Linked DNA regions of Mus musculus: regions 2 and 3 are each linked to region 1. The links are chromatin contacts, called in public HiChIP or PLAC-seq maps. All regions are on one chromosome and are shown on one strand. Each heading gives the region's core, a stretch centred on a gene start, on an enhancer-like site or on the middle of the called end of the contact. The rest is flanking DNA. Distances are from core to core; before and after follow the strand shown.

Region 1 (3,166 bases), core at 37-2,536:
GTTAAACACACACCCAGTGTCACTGCAGCCCATGGCCACAGTGTCCCTACGTCTGACCCAGGGGCAGCTTTGGAAAACACTAGGGTGCTCCGTGTAGTTCGGGTGTCAGTCCAAAAACATACACACCCACCGTGACGGGGTTCAGGCACAGACTGCCAGACTCTGGGTAGTAAGGCTGACTGATGGCCCTGGGTCCCCAGTCGGCCAGGCCGCCCCTGCCAGGGTCCTCACCTGCCAGCCGGCCCCCGCCGGCAACGAGCCCCTCCGCGGACGGCCATGGGGCGCTGGGGGCCGCGGCTGCGCCATCCCGAGCCCCAGCCCCGGCGGCGCTGTAAGCCGGCCCGGCCCGGGGCCCCGTAGCCCGAGCTCTGCGCTCCTGTCCCGCCCGCCGCCGCTCTGCCTTCTCTGGGCTCACCCTGCTGCCGGGCCCGAGGGGGCGGGGCGCCAGGTGCGGGAGGCGCGGAGGAGGGGCGGGGCGGAAGGCCACCACGCCCACTCGCGGGGCGGCCGGGCAAGGGGCCCAGGACACTGCGCCTGCGCGCGGGAAGCCTCAGGCACTTCTGTGAGCAGCTGTGTCTTCCCAGACTGGAGACCCTGCCTCTGGGCTTCAAGGACAAGGTTCTTGGGACAGCTGTGCCCAGGGAATGCAGGAGTACTGGAGATGGTGCTTAAGCACTTTCTTTGCTGGACCCTTTGCGTGTCTCACCAGATCGCCATAACCAAGGAGGTACAAATGTCTTCACTAGAAAATCATATTCCAAGAGGTGCAATAGCTTTTTTTGCTAGAAAACCCCGGGATCCCTGGAAGAGTCTGAAGCTGCAGAGTCTCTGGCACCTCCATTGGCTCAGTTTACCATCTGTAAATTACAAGGCTTCTGAAACGACACCCCCCACCCCCAACTTGACCCTGAAGTCCTTGTGTCTTAGGCTGGTGCAGCCAGTCTGCAGCAGGGACAGACCCCAAGACAGATGCTGGAGAAGTCTGGATGCTCTAGGGGCAGGACTGTCCTCCAGCTAGGGGCGGGGGGCAGATCTCCTACAGCTTCCCAGAAGTGCTGTCTACTACCCTCTGTCCCCAGGGCCAGGGAGCTCCTGAAAGGAAGGCAGGCAGCACTTTCCCTGCCCTCCCAGACCTGGCCCAGGGTCAGGTTTAGACCTAGAGAGCCAGCGGGAACACCAGAGATGTGCATTCCAGACACCGAGTAGCTTTGGCTTTAATAATTAACAACAGCAAATATTGATTTATGCAACCACTTCCAGGCCTGCACACTTCCGGGTACCCAACACAATGCAGCCAGAAGAGCATCTTTTCCTACCGTGGCCCTGGGGGAGGCCAAAGCTGCTCAAATCACCGGCGATATGTAGGCCAGGTAGAGTGGATGCCGCCTGCGTATGTGTCTAGGTCCTTATCTGTGTACATGTGTGTCTCCAAGGCTAGTCGTGGCTCTACGTGACATACTGCATTGCTGTAGCATAGAAGTACCCGTGGGTAGGAAGGGGTGGGTAGGGACGCCTGGGGGGGTATTTACTTTCTATCTCCTTTATGTGTTCATGAGCAAGTCTGAATACACTATAGATATATGTACTTGTGTCTGTCTGTCTGTCTGAATGTGGTCTGGCTCCCAGGTTAGGTATAGGTAGGCCAAGTATGCACATGTATGCAGATTTTACAGTCCCTGAGTACTGCAGAGGGTAGCTCGGTGTCTATTTAAATGTGGCTCCCCAAAGAAAAGAAAATACAACCCCTGCACAGCTCTGGGGACACAGTAATACTGATTATTTCCAAAGCACTTCCAAAGGCGCTGCCCAGTGACGAGCTGGCAAGGTCAATAGAGAAGACACTCTCAGCCATGCAATGGTGACACACACCTTTAGTCCCAGAACTCAGGAGACAGAGGCAGGTAGATCTTTGTGAGTCCAAGGCCAGCCTGGTCTACAGAGTGTGTTCCAGGACAGCCAGCATTACACAAGGAAACCCTGTCTTGAAAAACTAAAGAAGAAGAAGAAAGAGAAGGAGGAGGAGGAGGAGGCAGAGGAGGGGAGGAGCAACAGTAGCAGCAGCAGCTGTCTACTCTATGTTAGAGGTGGGACTTGCCCTTAGGTACAGGGAGGTTACATGCCCCTCAAACTGGTTCCAGTATCATTGTAAATATGTAACAGAATAGGGTATTGAGGAAAACTGGAGAGTATCCCAGGCAGGTTCCCTCAGCTCACCAATAGCCTGCTGGAAATCCAAATGAGTCACTCTGGGAGCTGGTTTCAGTTCACAGAATGGGTCCTAGTCTGGAGGAGGGGTGCACTGTGGGGCTGTGGCGGTCTGAAGCTCACTGTCTGCGCTGCGTTAGCATGATTGGAAAGTGGGAGCCAACTGGGTGGAGGCCAGGAGGCTGAAGGATAGCGGCTTCCTTGGTAACTGAAGGGCCCACCTTGGGCTCTCTGAGCCTCAGGCTCCGAGGATCTGCAACATTAGCCTTCCCTCCAGATGGAAGGGCCAAAACCCAGGCAGGACAAACAACAGTCCCATGGCCAGGGGGAAGCCTCACTCTCAAACCCAGCTGTTCAAGCAAGTGGCTGCCATCAAGTGGCTGTTTCCTGAGGACTACTGTAGCCTTGTCCAGGGCTGTTGCCCTCCAGGGAAGGCAGGAGGTCTCAGGAGCCCTTGTGCTACTGATAGCATCCTTGCTTGGGTTCTCCATGGAGATGGAGGTCCTATGCATAGAAGACATTTCTTGGACCTTCATCCTCCTGGCCTAGGAAAGGTGTCAGTCCTTACTGTAGGGCAGAGCTCTGGGGGAGGTGCCTGGACCCTTCCTGACTGGGCAAACCTAGGGAAGAGCCCTTCACCTCTCTGAACATTTGGATCCTGGTTGAGAACATGCCCTCTTGCCTGAGGTTGATGAAAGGGTCAGGTGGCAAGGTGTGCCATAGCAAGGGGTCATTCCCCTGTACTGGAAAGTTCACAAGCCACACAGGAGCCAGAACATATCAGCCAGTCCTGGCCCCACAGTCTCTAGCCTGGAGCCCATTGGACAAATAACAGCATCTCTGGGCTTGCATTTGAATGACAATGGCCACAGCACAGAGTGATTCACTAAGGGGCAGAGCAGCCCTACAGGCCAGACACTGTTATGCAATGCCAACCGAATGAACCTCCTGAATCACCAGC
Region 2 (3,006 bases), core at 257-2,756, 210 kb before region 1:
CTCTGGCTGGACGGTCTCGGATCAGTTAACAGAGCCACGGAGACCCTGGTTTAAGAGGCCTCCTTTGCCTGAGGGAGCTCGAGGGAGCAGCTGGGACAGACGGTTCAGCTTTGGGGAAAGCAGGGAAATGCGACTTCATAGGGACACCGAAGTGCTGTGGTGAGGGGGACAGGGAGTCAGCCAGGCGCAGACATCAAGGAGGTGAAGGAGAAGAAAGAGGCGGCAGATAAAAGGAACCTGGAGGGAAACAAATGACTAGCAACCTATATATGCTTGACAGCTGGCCATTTTATTTTATTTTGCGCTGGGCACGTTTGTTCTGTTTCGTTAATTGGCAGGGGAAGCTCCCAAGACCAGGTACTTGTGTGAGCTCCAGAGGAGGCACAGCTTATTGGATTTACTGGGCAGAAGTAACAGAGCACAGTGAGACAAGCATCTCTCTAGACTGCACAGGTTGGGTCCGTGAGGCCCCGCTGCTGCCCCCAGAGAGAAAACAGCCAGGCTGGGACATCACTGTTCTATGTCAAGCCAAGTGTTGAATCTAAACAGATGGCGTCCACTGTGGATTAATTTAGAATTAAGTCAGAATGGAATTAAAAGGTCTCAGTTCCCAGTAAGAAGTGCAAAGGGGATTTGAAAATAGAATCGCTACCCTTTTTGTCATGTTCCCCGTTTGGCTTTCGTTGCTGGGCCAAGCACTTCTGGGTTTCTGGACAAGTCTTGCCTCTGAGGGCAGAGGGGATGAGCAGGAGTTCCCGGGGGCAGGCATTACCTCAAAGCTTTGGGCTGGGACCAGAGGAAGCTGGGCAAATCCCAGGACTGTGGACGGACAGGTCGGGTGGTTTCAGGGTACCACACACTCTGCCCCTTTTCCCTGAGCCCTGACTCCCAAGACCTGGGCCCTGGGGAGAAACCCATGAAATAAAGTGACAAAGAAATGAGGGCATGCTAACCGTAGGAGACCAGGCTGTGGCTACTGAAGGGCAGTAAGTTTAGTGGCGAGCAGTCCAATCCATCTTGAGATGATTGGAAGTGGCTGTTGGTCAAGATACCGGACGGAGCTTATACCCCCAAAGACTTAAAGTCACTTTGGACTCTCAGTCTGCTGGCAGGCTTAGGGAAGGGGCTGGGGAGGAGACAGGGATGCCCTAGGAGGAGAGAGATGAGGAACAGGAAAAGGGATGGAGCTAGAGACAGCAGCAGAAAGGGAGGGACAGAGAGTAGGAGGGAAAACGCAGAGATGTCCAGCCCTGGCAGTTCCCAGGGTTTGCAAAGCACCGGAACAAAGCCCATTATAAGAGGGGATAAATATTCAGTTACAGAAGTGAGCGCCTGGCTCACCTAGGCTTACACCAAAAACAAGTTCTGCAGGTGAGGAGGGGTGCCTGCCCCAGGGCCCAGGAGAAGAGCCAGCAGCGTAGGGGGTGGGAACCAGGCTAAGCAAGCTTTCAGAGGCTAAGGCCCCCAGCAACCTGGCTTCGTGGGGCAACAAACAGGGCTTGTCTGCTAAAGCTCTGGCAGAGAGCCCACCTCTTACAGCCCAGGGGCCCAGCATCATGAGGGCTCTCTACCTCAGACTCAGCCTCTCAGAGCAGGCAGAGCGTGACAGCTGAGCCTCGAAGGGGGCCCCTGGCCTCCATGGGGGTGTCATTTTGGGCAAGTTCCTTCCAGTAAAGTTTCCATGAGGTAGACTTTCGGCTGAGACCACTGAGGTGAGCCCTGAGCAGAGCTATGATGTCTTCCCAACATCGGAGTCCCGCCTGACACCCACCCCTCCATGCCTGACCTTGAAGGCATGGTGACAACCTTTAAGAGGGATCATAGTCTCAGGAAATGTTTGTCTTCCAGAAGGAATAACCAGCTCTCCAGCATGGAGGAGAGATTAGTCGGGACTCTGAGGGGTGCGCAGAGGCAGCCCTGAGCCTGTCTCCCAACTCTAAACACTAGGAAGCTGGAGTGAAGTCCCCAGGTGTGAGTGACCATTTCAGATTCGAGAACCCGCTGCCCAAGAGCCTCACAGCATCGCTGGTGTACAGAGCTAAAGGTCCCTCCTGACATGGGGAAGTTGTCTGAAAGTCTTAAGAGGCTCCGTCCTGGGGCTGGGGAGATGGCTCAGTGATTAAGAGCACTGGCTGCTCTTCCAAAGGTCCTGAGTTTGGGTCCCAGGAACCACATGGTGGCTCACAACCATCTGAGATCTGATGCCCTCTTCTGGGATGTCTGAAGACAGCTACAGTGTACTTACATATAATAAATACATAAATCTTAAAAAAAAAAAGGCTCTGCCCTTCAAATTGCTCTCCAAAGACAGTGCTATGCAGAGGGTGGGAAGGTGAGGGTCTCCGATTTTTGTATCTCAGTTTCCCTGCTGCTCAATTTACCACCCCACCCCACCCCACCCCACCCGCCCCGGAAGTAACCAGAAGTATTTAGTAGATAGCTGTAGCCAGGGTTCCCAGTCTAGCTGCAGGTGGAATCTCCAGTATTTTCTCACAAGCAACTGTAATTGGTATGTGTCTCTGTCCACTGTGTCTGTGCCTATCTGTCTGTGTATGTGTGTCCGTGAGTCTCTGTGTGTGGGTCTCTCTCTCTCAAGTCCATTTTCATACCACCAGACGGACTTTTTTTTTTTTTTAAATCATTATTGCTTCACCTGAATCTTAGCAGCGACTCTGAGAGGTGGGTCAACAACAATAATACATCTTGTAAGGAGGCTGGAGGAGTGAGGTGCTTTTGGGTCTCCAAAGGTCCCGACAGACTGACAGGGCTGCATAGCTTGAAACTGTGTGCTTAGAAGGCCGGAGCGCGGAGCTCGGCAAACAGTGAGCCCTGGGTTTGATCCTCAGCACTGCATACGACGGAGTGTGGGAACGTACGCCAGGAACCCCGGAGAGTGGGAGGCAGAAGAGGGATGGGAAGTTCAAGATCACCCTCGGCTACACAGTAAGGTCATGACTTGCCTGAGCTATGTGAGACCCTGTCTCAAACAAAACAACAACACCAATA
Region 3 (2,977 bases), core at 127-2,626, 240 kb after region 1:
GGGTGAGAGGCCAGACAGAAGGTTAGAGGAGAAGGCTGCTCTGTAGAGGGTGGGGAGGAGAGGTGCTACGTGGGTGTGGCAGAAACAGAAAAGGGTCAAGCCTGGTGGGCGGTTAAGGAGTGACTCAAGAGGGCAGAGGTGATAGAGAGCCAGCCAGGCAAGGACAGAGAAGCAGTCACTGGGTAAACACTGGCCTAGTTGGAAAAGTCACCCTCTTGGCTCCAAGAACAGGGAACAGGGATAGAGACTGTCTAGGAGCACCTGGGCTCTGTGGCTCACCACAGCAGGGCCCAGAGGTACCCCACCCTCATCTTCCACCCTCTGCCTGCCGGGTCCATCAACTCCACCCTGTCCTCCGTGAGGTCACTCAGGTCCTCTGGGCCTCTCCTGCCAAGTGCCTTCCAGGTCTTAGGATTCCTGACTCAAGAGTTCCCTTCTCCTCCTTGTGGCCCCTTGTGAGCTCAGGGTAAGGGCAGAACTGAAGGAGCACACACAGCATCCCACTTGGGAGGTGGTGGAAGAATCCTGGGGACTCTCAGCTGCTCTTGGGCTGGCTTGTAGTAAGCGCTGCACCCAGCACTCATTCCATCCAGGCCCATTCTGCCCTGAGGCTTCCCATTCTGAGTTCCCTTTACCCACGTGGGACTACCTCCCAGAGGTTAACTAGCTCTCTGCAGGTCTCACGGAGGCTCAGTGCAACGCAGTGATTGATTTAGCTTATGGCTTAGAAAACTCCAGGGTCCATGGGGTGCTCCACACAAGGCTTAGTTTTGTTCCAAGTTTTAACTTTTGACTGCCTGATCATAATCTCCCCCCAGAGGATAGCATGGTAAAGTTCCAGCGACGACTGACAGGGTACCCATCACCATGAACTGCCCCTTCTGCCAAGTTGGCAGCAGAAAGGAATACCCTTGTCCTGCCAAGTTCCCACCCTGCTAGAAGTTTCTCCGTCAGCCCCCCCACACGCCAGAACTGCAGGCCGGGCCATGCCCAGAGGCGACTTTGAGCCTGAACAACGTGGCCGGCGACCCTCCGATTTCCACGCTTGCGGGGACGGCCCCTGACCTCCACGCTGGATCCCTGGGACGTCCCCTAGGAAAGCCCCACGCTGCAAGGGTGGCGCTGGCCAGTGCCAGCCCAGGGTCCTTCGCGGGCGCGGCCGTCCCGGGCCAGAGTCCCAGCCGAGCAGCCTCCGGTGGCCCCGCCAAGTTGGCGCGCGCCCCCCGCCCTCGGCCCTCGGTCACGCAAACTCACCGCTAGCAGCCGCGCGTGCAGCAGCAGCCCCAGCAGCAACGAGCCCACTGCCCGCTGCCCCATGGCCCGGCCTCGTTCGCTGGCTCGCTCGGCGCCTCCCGCAGCCACCAGCTCGCTGTCCTGCCGAGTCCTTCGGACTGCTCGCCTCTTTCCCACCCCCCACCCCCCCAACCAACTCCCGTCCCCGCCCTCCCGTGCACGCCCCGCCCCCGGGTCTCCGGCTCCGCCCCCGAGGCGCCAAGTTCAGGAGCCCTAGGCCCCACCTCCAAACATTTAGCCACACCCCACAAGACCAGGTTCCGCCCCCGAGGCAACGCGTCCTGACCATATAGACCACGCCCCTAACAAGACCTGGCCCCGCCCCCTCAGCGGCGGCCCCCGCCTCCTAGCCGCGAGCTAGGCTCTCTGGAGGAGCGGCGCGGCCGACTGTGCCTTTGTCTGGGCCCCAATCCCCCTCGATGTGGGATGAGGCCCAACCGGCTCCACGCCAGACGTGGCTTGGAGTGTGGGATAGGACTGAGACGCCACCTGGCAGGGCCTCGAGCCCTCCGCACACGCCGCTCCTTCACACCACGTGCTCCACACGGAGTGCACAGCAGTTTTCGAGAGAGGGGGATCTCACATGCACTCAGCTGCTCACATCCACTCCATGTACCTGTTTACCTTTTTGTTTACCTTTCTACAGACTCAAGCATCCCAACAAGCTATAAAGTGGCTTTTATTTATTGTGTTTGTTTTCTGTACCTCTGTGTGTGTGTGTGTGTGTGTGTGTGTGTGTGTGTGTGTGTGTGCGCGCGCGCGCGCGCGTGCGCCTACATACATGCCCCAGTGCACATGTGGAGCTCAGAGGTGTTTTGGAAAGTAATGGTCTCCTAGCATGTGGGTTCCGGGATCCAACTCAGGTAACAGAGCTTTGTGGCAAATATCTCTTCCCACTGAGTTCTCTCTCTAGTCTGGATCACACACCAATCACACACCCAGTTCCTCACACATTTTGTGCTAGGGCTTATGTGCTTTTTCACACACTCACCAGCCTATATGTTCTACATTTTTCCTCCACACATTCATCCCAGTGCGTGATACTGGACAAGATGGTGCTCCTACCCCTATGCCACAGACGATCTGAATCACTCATAGACCCACTCTGATTCACATACATCAGTCCCAGAGATGTATCACTTTGTATACCCAGGTTCAGACAAGGCTCTTCCAGAGCCTCAGTCTCAGGTGTTCTTGCCAAGTCACTGGCATTGAGGCAACCCTGCTGCATCCCAGGGGCAGACACACAAGCCTGGAGCTGGGGTGTGTCTTTACCACCTACCCAGGGTCCCCTTTTTTTGACTGAAAATTTCCAGGAAGCCCCAGGCTAATGGGTGGAGAGAAAAATAACTGAAGTATGTGTGTGCCTTTGAGGAAAACCCTTTGAGTGATGATAGAGGGAGAAAAAAATACAAACCCAAGTTTCCATTGTTTCCTGTGAGTTGCTAGGTTCCAGAAAACTCCTAGCAGACTTTGCAGCCAGGAGTTAGGTGGGCTGTGGACAGAAGGAAATGCCCAGTTCACTGAATGGCGCCAGCCCTGTCCGGAAAGTATGTTCTCTGTGATAGGAGCCAGACACTTGGGGACCTGAGAAAACACTGACATCCTGACCCTATTCCACAGAGACACCATCTCCAAAAGACTGGGCTCTTCTCTGCCCTGTGGGCATAACTATGAGGGACCA

The links. HiChIP or PLAC-seq counts read pairs in DNA pulled down with a chosen protein or histone mark.
Region 2: an H3K4me3 HiChIP or PLAC-seq map of embryonic stem cells shows a contact between it and region 1, with 8 read pairs. The contact joins the enhancer-like site here to the promoter of Rap1gapos in region 1. A contact is called at or near these places in 8 of 39 promoter capture datasets (the C10 cell line, the HPC-7 cell line, HPC-7-derived erythroid cells and 4 more), 5 of 115 datasets of contacts at active chromatin or transcription factors (embryonic basal ganglia, embryonic stem cells and pancreatic cancer cells) and 2 of 9 other capture datasets (embryonic stem cells and pancreatic islet).
Region 3: a contact with region 1 is called in a FOXA1 HiChIP or PLAC-seq map of pancreatic cancer cells. The contact joins the promoter of Hspg2 here to the promoter of Rap1gapos in region 1. A contact is called at or near these places in 2 of 39 promoter capture datasets (liver and stem cell-derived epiblast-like cells), 2 of 484 Hi-C or Micro-C datasets (the G1E-ER4 cell line and cerebellum), 3 of 115 datasets of contacts at active chromatin or transcription factors (embryonic stem cells and pancreatic cancer cells) and 2 of 9 other capture datasets (adipose tissue and liver).

The regions. Positions count from the first base shown.
Region 1 is chr4:137,704,726-137,707,891 of GRCm38.p6, reverse strand. It overlaps Rap1gapos (RAP1 GTPase activating protein, opposite strand), which reads left to right and starts at 1,286. Exons shown (of 2, transcript NR_138594.1): 1 at 1,286-1,370. It overlaps Rap1gap (Rap1 GTPase-activating protein), which reads right to left and starts at 425. Exons shown (of 24, transcript NM_001379234.1): 1 at 232-425. The coding sequence starts at 306.
Region 2 is chr4:137,916,246-137,919,251 of GRCm38.p6, reverse strand. All of the region lies in intron 2 of Ece1 (endothelin converting enzyme 1), which reads right to left. Among named protein-coding and RNA genes, the nearest start is that of Gm52683, 9.1 kb to the right of the region's middle. Within about 2 kb of position 1,506, at least 17 of the 459 cell types and tissues checked have an H3K27ac peak or open chromatin away from gene starts, as enhancers often do.
Region 3 is chr4:137,467,202-137,470,178 of GRCm38.p6, reverse strand. Hspg2 (perlecan (heparan sulfate proteoglycan 2)) reads right to left here and starts at 1,376. Exons shown (of 97, transcript NM_008305.3): 1 at 1,255-1,376. The coding sequence starts at 1,317.